Regions from separate parts of the Macaca mulatta genome. Here region 1 is linked to region 2. A link is a contact called in public Hi-C data. All regions are on one chromosome and are shown on one strand. Each heading gives the region's core, a stretch centred on a gene start, on an enhancer-like site or on the middle of the called end of the contact. The rest is flanking DNA. Distances are from core to core; before and after follow the strand shown. Region 1 holds the start of CTTNBP2NL (CTTNBP2 N-terminal like). Region 2 holds the start of CAPZA1 (capping actin protein of muscle Z-line subunit alpha 1).

Region 1 (5,225 bases), core at 2,242-4,741, 240 kb after region 2:
ATTTCCTCTAGAAGCATATCTCTGCTTCCTGCTTCATGACGCCAAACACCAATTACATGGAAACCCCCAAGAAACACCATTCTACTCCACTCAGAAAAACCAAGAATTCAAATTCTGTTCTGCAAACTAACTGGTAGCACTGCAAATGTGATTTTGCCAAGATACAAATCCAGAGAAGACCGATTGTATTATGCCCACCATAATCAATAATCAGCCTGTATAATTACACTTAGGGACCCAACGCTGTTCTGTGCCCCGTTCCTATTTTTAATGTTACTTTAAAAACACAAAATCAACTAAAAATCCATTTTAAAAGTCCCAAAGTAGATCAGTAACTTGTTAAAACCAGACACTCAGGAACTATTCTCTTTTTTTTTGAGACAGAGTCTCACTTTGTTTCCCAGGCTGGAGTGCAGTGATGCAATCTTAGCTCACTGCAAACTCTGTCTCCCGGGTTCAAGCAATTCTCCTGCCTCAGCCTCCCGAGTAGCTAGGATTGCAGGTACATGTCACCACACCCAGCTAATTTTTTACATTTTTGGTAGAGATGTGGTTTCATCATGTTGGCCAGGCTGGTCTCGAACTCCTGACCTCGTGATCCACCCGCCTCGGCTTCCCAAAGTGCTGGGATTACAGGTGTGAGCCACGGAGCCTGGCCTCAGAAACTATTCTTGAGCAAAAATCAGTAAACAATCAGTCCCTAGTGAGCTCTTCTAAATTCACTTCATTCCTATCGGGTCAGATATTTAAAACAATAAAATCCTGAAATGATTAGCACTCATTATGTTCTTAAGTCTGGTGCAAATTTCATGACAGTAAAAATAGTATTTTCTAACCAGTAGATTTTATATATATATATATATATATATATATATATATATATATATATATATATTTTTTTTTTTTTTTTAACTGTTTTTTTTTTTTAAGAGACAGGGTCTCTTTCTGCTGCCCAGGCTGGAGAGTGCAGTGGCATGATCATAGCTCACTGTAACCTCAAACACCCGGGCTCAAGCAATCCTCCTGCCTCAGCCTCCCAAGTAGCTAGGATTACAGGGATGAGCCACCACATCCTGCCTCACAGATATTTCTTTATAAGAAATTCAAAATTTTAGTCACTTAAGACACTGGAATTTCATAAGACAGCAGATGGGGAAAATCAAGTTAAATGAAGACAACAAGTAGACGGTTTATACTAACAAGTTGTGCCACATCTAATCAGTGCATTGCCTTTCAGTCTACCCTAAGGTGACAGCTTCAAACTAAGTTAAACAAACACTCATTAAGTCATACTATATACCAGGAACTGTGAAAGAGACAAAGACGAAAAACAAAAAATACTACTATCTGCCCTCAAAGAATTTATAATTCAAGGAGAGAGATCAGACATATATCCCCTGCATAGTACGCTTTTCTTCATCTGGCATGACCAAACAGGTGTTGAAAAGGTTAAAGGAAAGATTTTCAAGACCCAAAAGTGTAACAAACAGATCTTGCTTACTGTGCTAAATAATAAAAGAACATTATTTGCTTTTTCCTATTAAAGCTCAGCAATCACCACAACTTTGGTTTGCTTAGTCTCTTACCTTAGTTTATTTTCTGTTCTCTGCTGATGTAATACAACTTATCTTTTTGGGATTTTCTGTTCTACTTTTAGCTTTTTCTGCTGTTATTGCAGGGAGCCCATGTTTTACCCTTCTATTGCAGCACACATTGTGTTTGCTAGAGACACCCTCCAGTTTCTTCTTTGTGCTTTCTTATTGGAGATTTGGAAACGCTCACTAAGAAGATCTGTGAGCACTCTGAAACCTTCAATTCTAACTATTCAAAAATAATTACCCTCAGGAAGTCTAATCAAGAAGGTAAAAGACAACAGTCATTACAATCACCCTCTGTGATTCCAACTCCTTGAACTTCATTGCCATCAGCTTTGGCTATAGTTGACAGCGGGGAGGTGGACTTGAGATTGAAAGCAAAAAAAAAACTATGCTAAAAATATGGTAAATTTTAATATATAAAAGTGCTAGCGATAGATGATTACTGGGGATTCAACGACATTAACTTGAGGTCAAAATCAACACTTTGCACCTGCTGAAATGAAGGCCACTTGACAAAACCTTTAGGAGCACACTAGAGGCACTTTTTGGTAAACATGAATAGCTAGAACACCTTGCCTTTATTTACTTTGATCTCTGAGATTAAAAAATTACTTTTCATCGTCTAAATTTTGATAGATGATCGTAAAACCAATCAAAATATACATGAATGTTTCCTGGGGGCGGGGGAGACACTATAAAAAAGGGGTTAGAGAGTAACCAAAGGACACAGGACTAGATTAATCATAAGCCTAGATGACTGACCCTGAATTTTCTTCAAACACTTCCTGCCTTTTGTTTCAAACTGCAGTATACCTTCAAGGTTAACTGCAGTCTCCCTGAGCAATGGACCAGCCCATCCTAGACTGGGATATACTCATTCCTAATCCACTGCTATTTATTTACTTATGTATACTGTTTCATTTGAAAACATGGTGTTATTCATTGACTGTCAAGCAACATACACTGCATTCCTGCCCACACAAAGCCAACTCTGCAGATATCCAACACACCCACCTCACTGTGAAATATAACATGGCTTTTCATCAAGTTCTCAGAGAAGAAATAGGGTGGAAAAGGAAAAATGAAACGCAATTCAAACCTAAGAAACCCTTAGAGGCTGGGTTCTCCCAGAAGGAACAGAAAGTAGAAGAAAGGTACAAAGGGCGAGGGAGAGGAGGTCCTAGTTCTCCCTCTTTCAGAGTCCAAAGAAGTCCCAAAACAGGAGAGCTCTCGACTCCTCACAAGAGGCCAGAGGATGTGAGGGGCGGCGGGAGGAAGACTGAGCATCAGAGAATGGGGGATGGGAAGAACTTAAGTGGGAGAAGCCGTTTCCTCGGTAAAGCTGGCTGTCTAGGTCGGTCTTTGATTTTTGCTTCGCCCCATCCCTCTTTTTTGGGAAACACTAATTTTATCTTACGGAGGAAAGCAGCTCCAGTCCCACCCTGGAGAGCAGAGACAGGTGTAGGGAGGGATGTCTGGCCTTCCGGGGGTGCAAAACGGGGTTGGGGGCGGCAGCCTAGAGAATCGGTACGGTACCTGTGAGTCCTCTCCTCCAAGGCTGAGGTGCGGGGTGGGAAGAGCCTTTGAATGAGGGGTATCAGAGGGAAGCCCCTTCTGAGGAGCTGGGAATCGACGAGGGACAAAAAGTAGCTGTGAGGACCCTCAAAGGATGAGGAGCCGCCTCCTCGGGGAATACCGGGAGGTGGAGGAGATGGCCCCGCCCCCTCAGGGGATGGGCCCAGAGGCCGTTAGGACAGCGGCGGGAAGCTACCGGTGCCCCTATACTTGCTTTGCTCTTGAGAACCCGGCCTCTCAGCCATCATCAAGCCCCAGGGAGTGTGGTTCCTACCTTTCCACGACGCACCGGGCTCCGCTCCCCTCCGCCTCTACTCCCCATCCACAGCGGCAGAGGCCCCGCCCCCTCAGCCGCCCGGCGGGGGCATTGGCATTCACCAGCGCCAATCGCCTCCTTGCTTCTCCAGCATTGTCCCCAATCCGCGCCGGCTGGAGGCGGAGCTTCTCCAATGTCATTCAGGCTCCTCCCGGGGCCCCAAGATCCCTTTTGTTTGGGAAGAGCAAGGCTGGGATTGAGCTCGCGTCACTTCCGGGAGGAAGCGCCGTCCTCGGTCCCGGGCTTCAGGATGGGCTCGTGCCCCTCCCGGCCCTTGGTCTGCAACTTTCCACCTCTGCGTGGTTTCTGGGCAGGACCGTGGCTAGTGCTTAGTGCTTTTCCCTGACTGTACGGGGAGTTTAGGAAAGGAGGGCTCTGGTGGCCTGATCGATTGGGATTTTTTCCAGAATGTTAATAAATGAAGTGGGCTTTGATGTCTGCATTAGAATGAATTAGTTGTTGAAAACCTGGCTTCCTTGCTCCCCCCTTTTTTTCTTTTTTCTGGACGCGACTGTGGGCGTGGTGCTGCAAGCAAGGGTGCAAAGATGAAACACCTGGAGATCACCCTTCTCTCAACCACAGTTTGTACAGAAGAGAATACTAATTTTGGGGGACATAAATCCAGCCGACCTGCTTTCCAGGCAGAAGTCGAATAATTGCAAATTTGTGTGGCAGGTTTTTCCACACTATGCTTGCCAGCTGAGGCGACTTTTTTCTGTCCTTGGCCTCATTATATTGCGGGGAATGGTGTTTGCCGTGAAGTTAAACAATGGAGAGTACAGAGGATGCAAGGAATGTCTGCCTTGTGAACACAGGAATGCAGATCTTGGTGGCAGCAAGTCTTAGGCAGGACCGAGTAACTCAGAAAGGGGAGTGGATGTATAACTAGTTGTATCCCTACCTGAAGTCAAAGTTTCTGAATTCCATTTCCACAGAATGGCTGTCAGCTCACAGATTGATTCAGCTGGTTACATTTACGATAACCACATTATTTTAAATACAATATAGTAAATATTTGAGACGAATATTTATAATGCACAAATAATGTAGTACACTTAATACATTATCCCTAAACTTAGCAATTATAATTCGCAAGACAGCATTAGGGACCTAGTACTTGCCTAGGCAAACAGTCCTCAAGGCAGATGCCGCCTGCCCCATGCAGTTTACAGTCTGACCGAGGGATGTGATCAGTCTGTGCGATTATAGTCTGAAAGAAGTAAACGAGTATTTATCATGTTATCACTGTGCCATGTACTTTCATTTAAATGGTATTTGATGTCATCTTCAGTACTGTATGAGAAATCTGTCCTACAGTGTAGGATAGACACCATTGTGTCCAATTTACAGATGAGAAGATAGAGATTCAGAGAAGTCAAATAAAGTCATAGAGCTAGTAAATAGTAAATAATTTCCAGTAAGGATGTATGACTCCAAACTTATGCCATATTCTGCTCACTTCACACTGGCTCTCACATGGTGGACTAAAAATGGGTGTGGATGATTGTAAAGCAAACATTAGAGCCAGAAGGAAAGCTCCATGCCTCCCCCTGTTGATTTTAGGCTTGGGAGGGTCATCTCTATACATGAAGGACAGCAAGACTATGTGTGGAGGTGCTCAATAGCAGCATAAGTGAATCTGGTGTAATGATGTAGGATATACCGAACTTCAGAAAGGCATCATGCCTTGTGTTCTGAACACTGACAATCTGAAAGGTAAGATGAAGGGCCCGGCA
Region 2 (5,613 bases), core at 1,631-4,130:
ACCATTTCAGGTAACAAAACCCAACTTCCTTTTTACAAAGTGATTAAAAAAACTTCAGCAGTTATGAGAATAGATGATTTTACTAGCTTTTACATACATATTTATAAGGAAATTAGAGTCCATTCATTATCACCAAATTTTCTAAAGGTTTACTGCCTTTAGAAAATGTAACCAAGATAAAAAGCAATATTGAAATATATTTGGCAACAAAAAAACTATGCTAGAAGACGAAACTGGTCACAGATCTGCTATTAAAAAAACCAAGACTGGCCGGGCGCAGTGGCTCACGCCTGTTATCCCAGCACTTTGGGAAGCCAAGGCGGGCAGATCACGAGGTCAGGAGTTGGAGACCAGCCTGGCCAACATAGTGAAACCCTGTCTCTACTAACAATACAAAAAAATTAGCCAGGCGTGGTGACAGGCGCCTGTAATCCTAGCTACTCGAGAGGCTGAGGCAGGAGAATCGCTGGAACCAGAGAGGCAGAGGTTGCAGCGATCGCACCACTGCACATCACCCGGGGTGACAGAGCGAAACTCCAACTCAAAACAAAACAAAACAAAAAAAACCCAACACGTTAATGTTATTAAAACACTGCCAGTATTTAAAGACATCTTAATTGGCATTTTAAAAAATATACTTTCCCAAGTTTAATTAAAGGCATTCTAACCTGGTATCGAAGACAAAAATCCAACAACACTGGTCAATGTGTATCACGTAGGCACAATAAACTTAAAAGTTTATTATTTAAATTATTTGTGGAATTTTGACCGGGCGCGGTGGCTTACGCCTGTAAACCCAGCACTTAAGTGGCGGAGGCGGATGGACTTGAGCCCAAGAGTTTGAGACCTGCCTGGGCAACAAGACGAAATTCAGTCTCTACAAGAAATACAAAAATTAGCTTGACGTGTTGGCGGGTGCCTGTAATCCCAGCTACTTGGGAAGCTGAGGCAGGAGAATCATTTGAACTCGGGAGGCGGAAGTTGCAGTGAGCCCAGCGAGACTCCGTTTCAAAAAAAAAAAAAAAAAAATTTGTTTAGTTGTAACAGGATTTGTATTATAACAGGATTTTTGCTTAATTTTATTTGAATAGTAACTATTTGCCTTAGAACAATTTATTATAGATTGATTTCCAGCATAAGCTCATATATGTCTTTGTTTTTGTCCTAAATCTTATGTATGAAGATCAGTTTCCAAATAAGAGAAAATCTAATGCTGTTGTTCAATGGCTTGTTAAGCATTTCAAAATGGCATGCCATATGTAGGTATGATGTATCAAGTTATTCGGTGCAGAGGACTTATGGATCATAACAGTCCCCTCCCCATCCCAACTTCTTATTTAAAAAAACACCCTGGTAGATTTACAGAGCACTCAAGGGGACACATTTTCCAATAGCCACAGCAGGAGACAAATGTCATAATTCTTGTAAGTAAGTTGTCTCGTGAGGTCATTCTAAGTTCCACGTGCCCTAAAATCATGTACTTACTGAAAAGCCTGACAAAACTGTTATGAAACTGTGCAAATGTCAGAAGAAAAGTTATTCCACCTTAGAATGTGCTCTTGTATTTAAAACGCTTTTCAAGAAATAAGTATACAAACTGCACACTGACAAATTCAGCTAATCAAAGACTCCACAGTGGAGCACCAGAGAAGGCAGGACGCTTTGTCAAGTCTTGAACGTGTTAACATGCAGTTTATTATCTGTTACAGAAAATCTTTCTTGAGGTTAAGAAAATCCATCAGCTATTCTACATTTGTTAACAAGAAACAAAATTTTCAAAAATTATCGTTAAAAGGGTGTGTCTACAGGGAAAGTCTAGTGCTCAAATTGTGAAGCACATGCCCTGAGGCTCACAGATTTATTATAGCGAATCAGACAGGCGACAGTACTTGAGAAAAGTACTGCATGTGTAGTGAGGTGGACAACATTTGGGACCTCTCCTTGTCGAGGAGTCGTGACAGCAAAATCACTTCCTGAGGAAGGAGGAGCAAAAAGGAAGAGGCCATCCTGACCAGGAAGTGACTCGCCCTAAACTAACCCCAATTATATCTACAAATGGGGGGATGGGGGTTAGCACCAACTGCTAAAGGCGGTAAAATAACTGCTTTTTGATATGTAGCAACATAACCACCACCCACTCTCAAAATTACAGGAAAAAAGTCCACAGTCACGATCTAATAAAGGAAACGTCTGTTCCCTCGCAGGGAGGCCCCTGGGCTGTGCCTCAGGCCTGAGAGAAAAGGAGAGTCGAGGAACGAGGAACTGGGGCCACCGTGAGGCAGAGGAAAGCCCCGTAAGAGGGAAGCGTCCCGACTGCGGAGAGCGTATGTCAGCATTGACAAAGAAGCTTCTTTTTCCTGGGGACACTGCGAGGCTCCCAACGCAGCCGGGCCGAGCCCCAGTTCCCTGTCGGGGGAGGAGGTAAGAGAGAGAGGCGGACCCCTTACCTTCTCCTCATCCGACACACGATCATCGAAGTCGGCCATCTTGGGCTGTTCTGGCCCAGCCCGGGTGTGGGCGCTAGGCAGGCCGGGAAGAAAGCCGAGTGATGGAATCACCGCGGGGGCCGTCGGAAGGACCCGCCCGGAAACGCCGACCAAGAGGGCGCCATGTCAGTTATGCGCGGGAGTGACGTCTACTAGTGCCAGCGCCCGCGCCCGCGCCCCAGGAAGTAGGCTTTGCCTTCGGTGATTTAAAGTCTAATATCTTTCCCAATGAGTTACACTCATTTCCCATCCATCTAATGGGTGCTGGCAGCGTGTTTCGATTATTCTTGGCTCCTGGCCTCCATCCGACCAAGTCGCTCTTGCAGTTTTTCTGGTACCCGTTATCTCCACGACAGCCGAATCCAAAGCTCTAAGAGCTGCTCGGCCGCTGGAACGATCGGTGGCTTTTCCAACCCCGGGGGGCGGGGGTGTGAAAGGTGACCCTCATTTCGTTTGGAAGCGGTAATACTTCACTTTGGGGTCACATCTTAGTCCAGTTCCTCCAGAACAGGCGCTGCTGTCCGCCCCTTCCCTGCCCCACAAAGGAATAGGTATCCTCAATCTTGAGACACGCTCCTCCACCTTCGAAATCTTCTCGGTCCCGGTTCCCCAGGACTCAGCCTTCAGAGAGGCCAACTTCAGGTCCGCCACTATCCCAGGATTCCCGACTCCCGGTTTCCTGTCCTTCTCCCCTCCCAGCTCCTGGCTCCTGCGATAGCGGCAAGATGGCGGACGGTGGCGGCTCGGGTGAAGCCGCGGCTGCTAGAGCGTCTCCTGCACCTGTCCCCGGCCTAAACCCGACGTTGGGCTGGAGGGAGCGACTGCGAGCCGGGCTGGCGGGGACTGGGGTCTCGGTGTGGTTAGTGGCGGGGCTGGGGCTGCTTTACGCTCTGAGGATCCCTTTGAGGCTGTGTGAGAATTTGGCAGCGGGTGAGAGGACCAGACCTCCTGGGGCAGGGCGGGGGGCCAGGAGAGATGTCGGGGGCAAGAGCCAAAGGGCAAGAGATTCTCGGTAGTCCTAGAGGGCCTCTGAGGAGTCGATGATGAGCGATCAAGTGGGTTCTTTTTCTTTTGGACTGCAACCTTGCAGTTGATTGTCAAGCCTGCTGCCTCTACCGGCTCCTCCCTAGAACTCTTAAGGTCCGTCCTTTCTCTTATGTCCTCGTTTTTCCGTGGAAAAGCCACCTGACAAGCTATAAGCTTCAGGTATTAGGACAGAAGGGTGCATTCTCAGATTAGGATACGTAATTTATATTGGCTCCCCCGCCTCTGGTAGGATCCCATAAAGTCACTGCTTTGAGTGTCTCGCCGCCCAGCTGAGAGAACTCATATCCAGGCAACAAAGATGAGCACATCTGTAATTTAAAGATTTCAGAGAAAGAAAATGGCATGATTTTAATTGACGATTCTCTTGTTTTAAAATAGTTCTGTTAAGAAATAGTTGTCGTGATATTTTTGTCTGTTCTTTTAGGCTTATCTTGAGTAATGTAGTACAGGAAGTGAGAGAGCGCCACAAACAACTGTCGGTTTGCTAGTTCTTTCGACATCTGTAGAACACTTGCTATGTAGTCTGTGCTGAAAATACTAACACATGTAAGAAGTGATGATCCTGATGGATTCTCATATACTGTACTATTCTTTAGTTGTAGACGGGATAAAGTGTTTAGGGCCCAGATCCCCTTAGCATGTGATTATATTTCACTCAAGCTCTGAGCAGCAACCTCAGAACAAGATAGAAGTATTTCTGTTATATGATTCAGTACAGTGGTTGATTTTTCTGTAGCAGAAGGTAGCGAATGTCCCCTTTCCTGTTCAGAGATAACATGAAAGACTGTGAGGTAAAGTTCGGAAATATTTTGGCTTTTTTGGAGGGTAAGGTATCAAGTTCAAATATAACTAGCACACTAAAATAAGCTAAACTGAAGAGCTAAGTTGGCATCTCTGTAACAGGTGAATGAAGTGCTTAACGGCGGTTTCTATGCACAGTGTTACTGATTGACTTGTCATTTATTTATTTATTTATTTATTTTTGAGACGGAGTCTCGCTCTGTCGCCCAGACTGGAGTGCAGTGGTGCGATCTCGGCTCACTGCAAGGTCCGCTTCCCGGGTTCATGCCATTCTCCTGCCTCAGCCTCTCAAGTAGCTGGGATTACAGGCGGCCGCCACCTCGCCTGGCTGATTTGTGTGTGTGTGTGTTTTTAGTAGAGATGGGGTTTCACCGTGTTAGCCAGAATGGTCTCCATCTCCTGACCTCGTGATCCGCCTGCCTCGGCCTCCCAATGTGGTGGGATTACAGGCGTGAGCCACCACGCCCGGCCGACTTGTCATTTATTTTTCTACATGTTAACCATATACATTTAGATGAGAATAGTTGATTACTATAGATTTTGCTTTTTTACTTTTTCTTTTTTATTTTTTGTGAGACAGAGTCTCCCTCTGTCACCCACGCTGGAGTGCAGTGGCAAGATCACTGCAGCCTTGAACTCTTTTGCTCAAGCGATCTTCTGGCCTCAGCCTTCCAAGTAGCTGGAACTACAGGCGTGCACCACCATGACCAGCTGAGTTTTAAATTTTGCATAGAGACTGGGTCTATTTTATTTGCCTAGGCTGGTCTTGAACTCCTGGCTACCAGCGATCCTCCTGCCTTAGCTTCCCAAAACTATAAGATTATGGGAGTGAGCCATCCTACCTGGCCAGATTTTTATTTCTTTCTAAAACCCACCGTACTTATGAGATAATTATTTGAAGTGAACAATCTGCTCCAGGATTTCAGTAAGTCAGGGAGATTTCTGTTTGTTGCTTTTCTCTTTGAGCCATTTTGCCTCTCTAGCTGATATGCCAAATACATACACTGTTTCCTTCCCTCTAATTTGAGACAGTGGTTTTGTATCCTACCAAAATAATTATGGAGTCGTTTTGAACCTCCTTTGTAAAAGCATGTTTGTTTATCTTCTTATTCTTACAGACTTGCAAACGTTCTTGTCTAAATTATGACTTATAAGTGCTTTAGTTTTATTCTTTAAAGCAAGCTGAATTACCTCATTTTGATTTGTTGCAAATAGTTATAAGCCATTATTTATATTATGTATACAAATTAAAACTTTTTCAAGTGAATTTCACACTAGA

The links. A called contact is a pair of places that touch in the nucleus more often than the background predicts.
Region 1: a contact with region 2 is called in a Hi-C map of fetal cortex germinal zone, with 2.3 times the contacts expected there. The contact joins the promoter of CTTNBP2NL here to the promoter of CAPZA1 in region 2. A contact is called at or near these places in 2 of 14 Hi-C or Micro-C datasets (fetal cortex germinal zone and fetal cortical plate).

Annotation. Positions count from the first base shown.
Region 1 is chr1:127,870,954-127,876,178 of T2T-MMU8v2.0, forward strand. CTTNBP2NL (CTTNBP2 N-terminal like) reads right to left here and starts at 3,492. Exons shown (of 6, transcript NM_001257547.1): 1 at 3,448-3,492.
Region 2 is chr1:127,634,830-127,640,442 of T2T-MMU8v2.0, forward strand. It overlaps CAPZA1 (capping actin protein of muscle Z-line subunit alpha 1), which reads right to left and starts at 2,881. Exons shown (of 10, transcript NM_001261214.1): 1 at 2,448-2,881. The coding sequence starts at 2,486. It overlaps ST7L (suppression of tumorigenicity 7 like), which reads left to right and starts at 2,057. Exons shown (of 15, transcript XM_015148385.3): 1 at 2,057-2,421.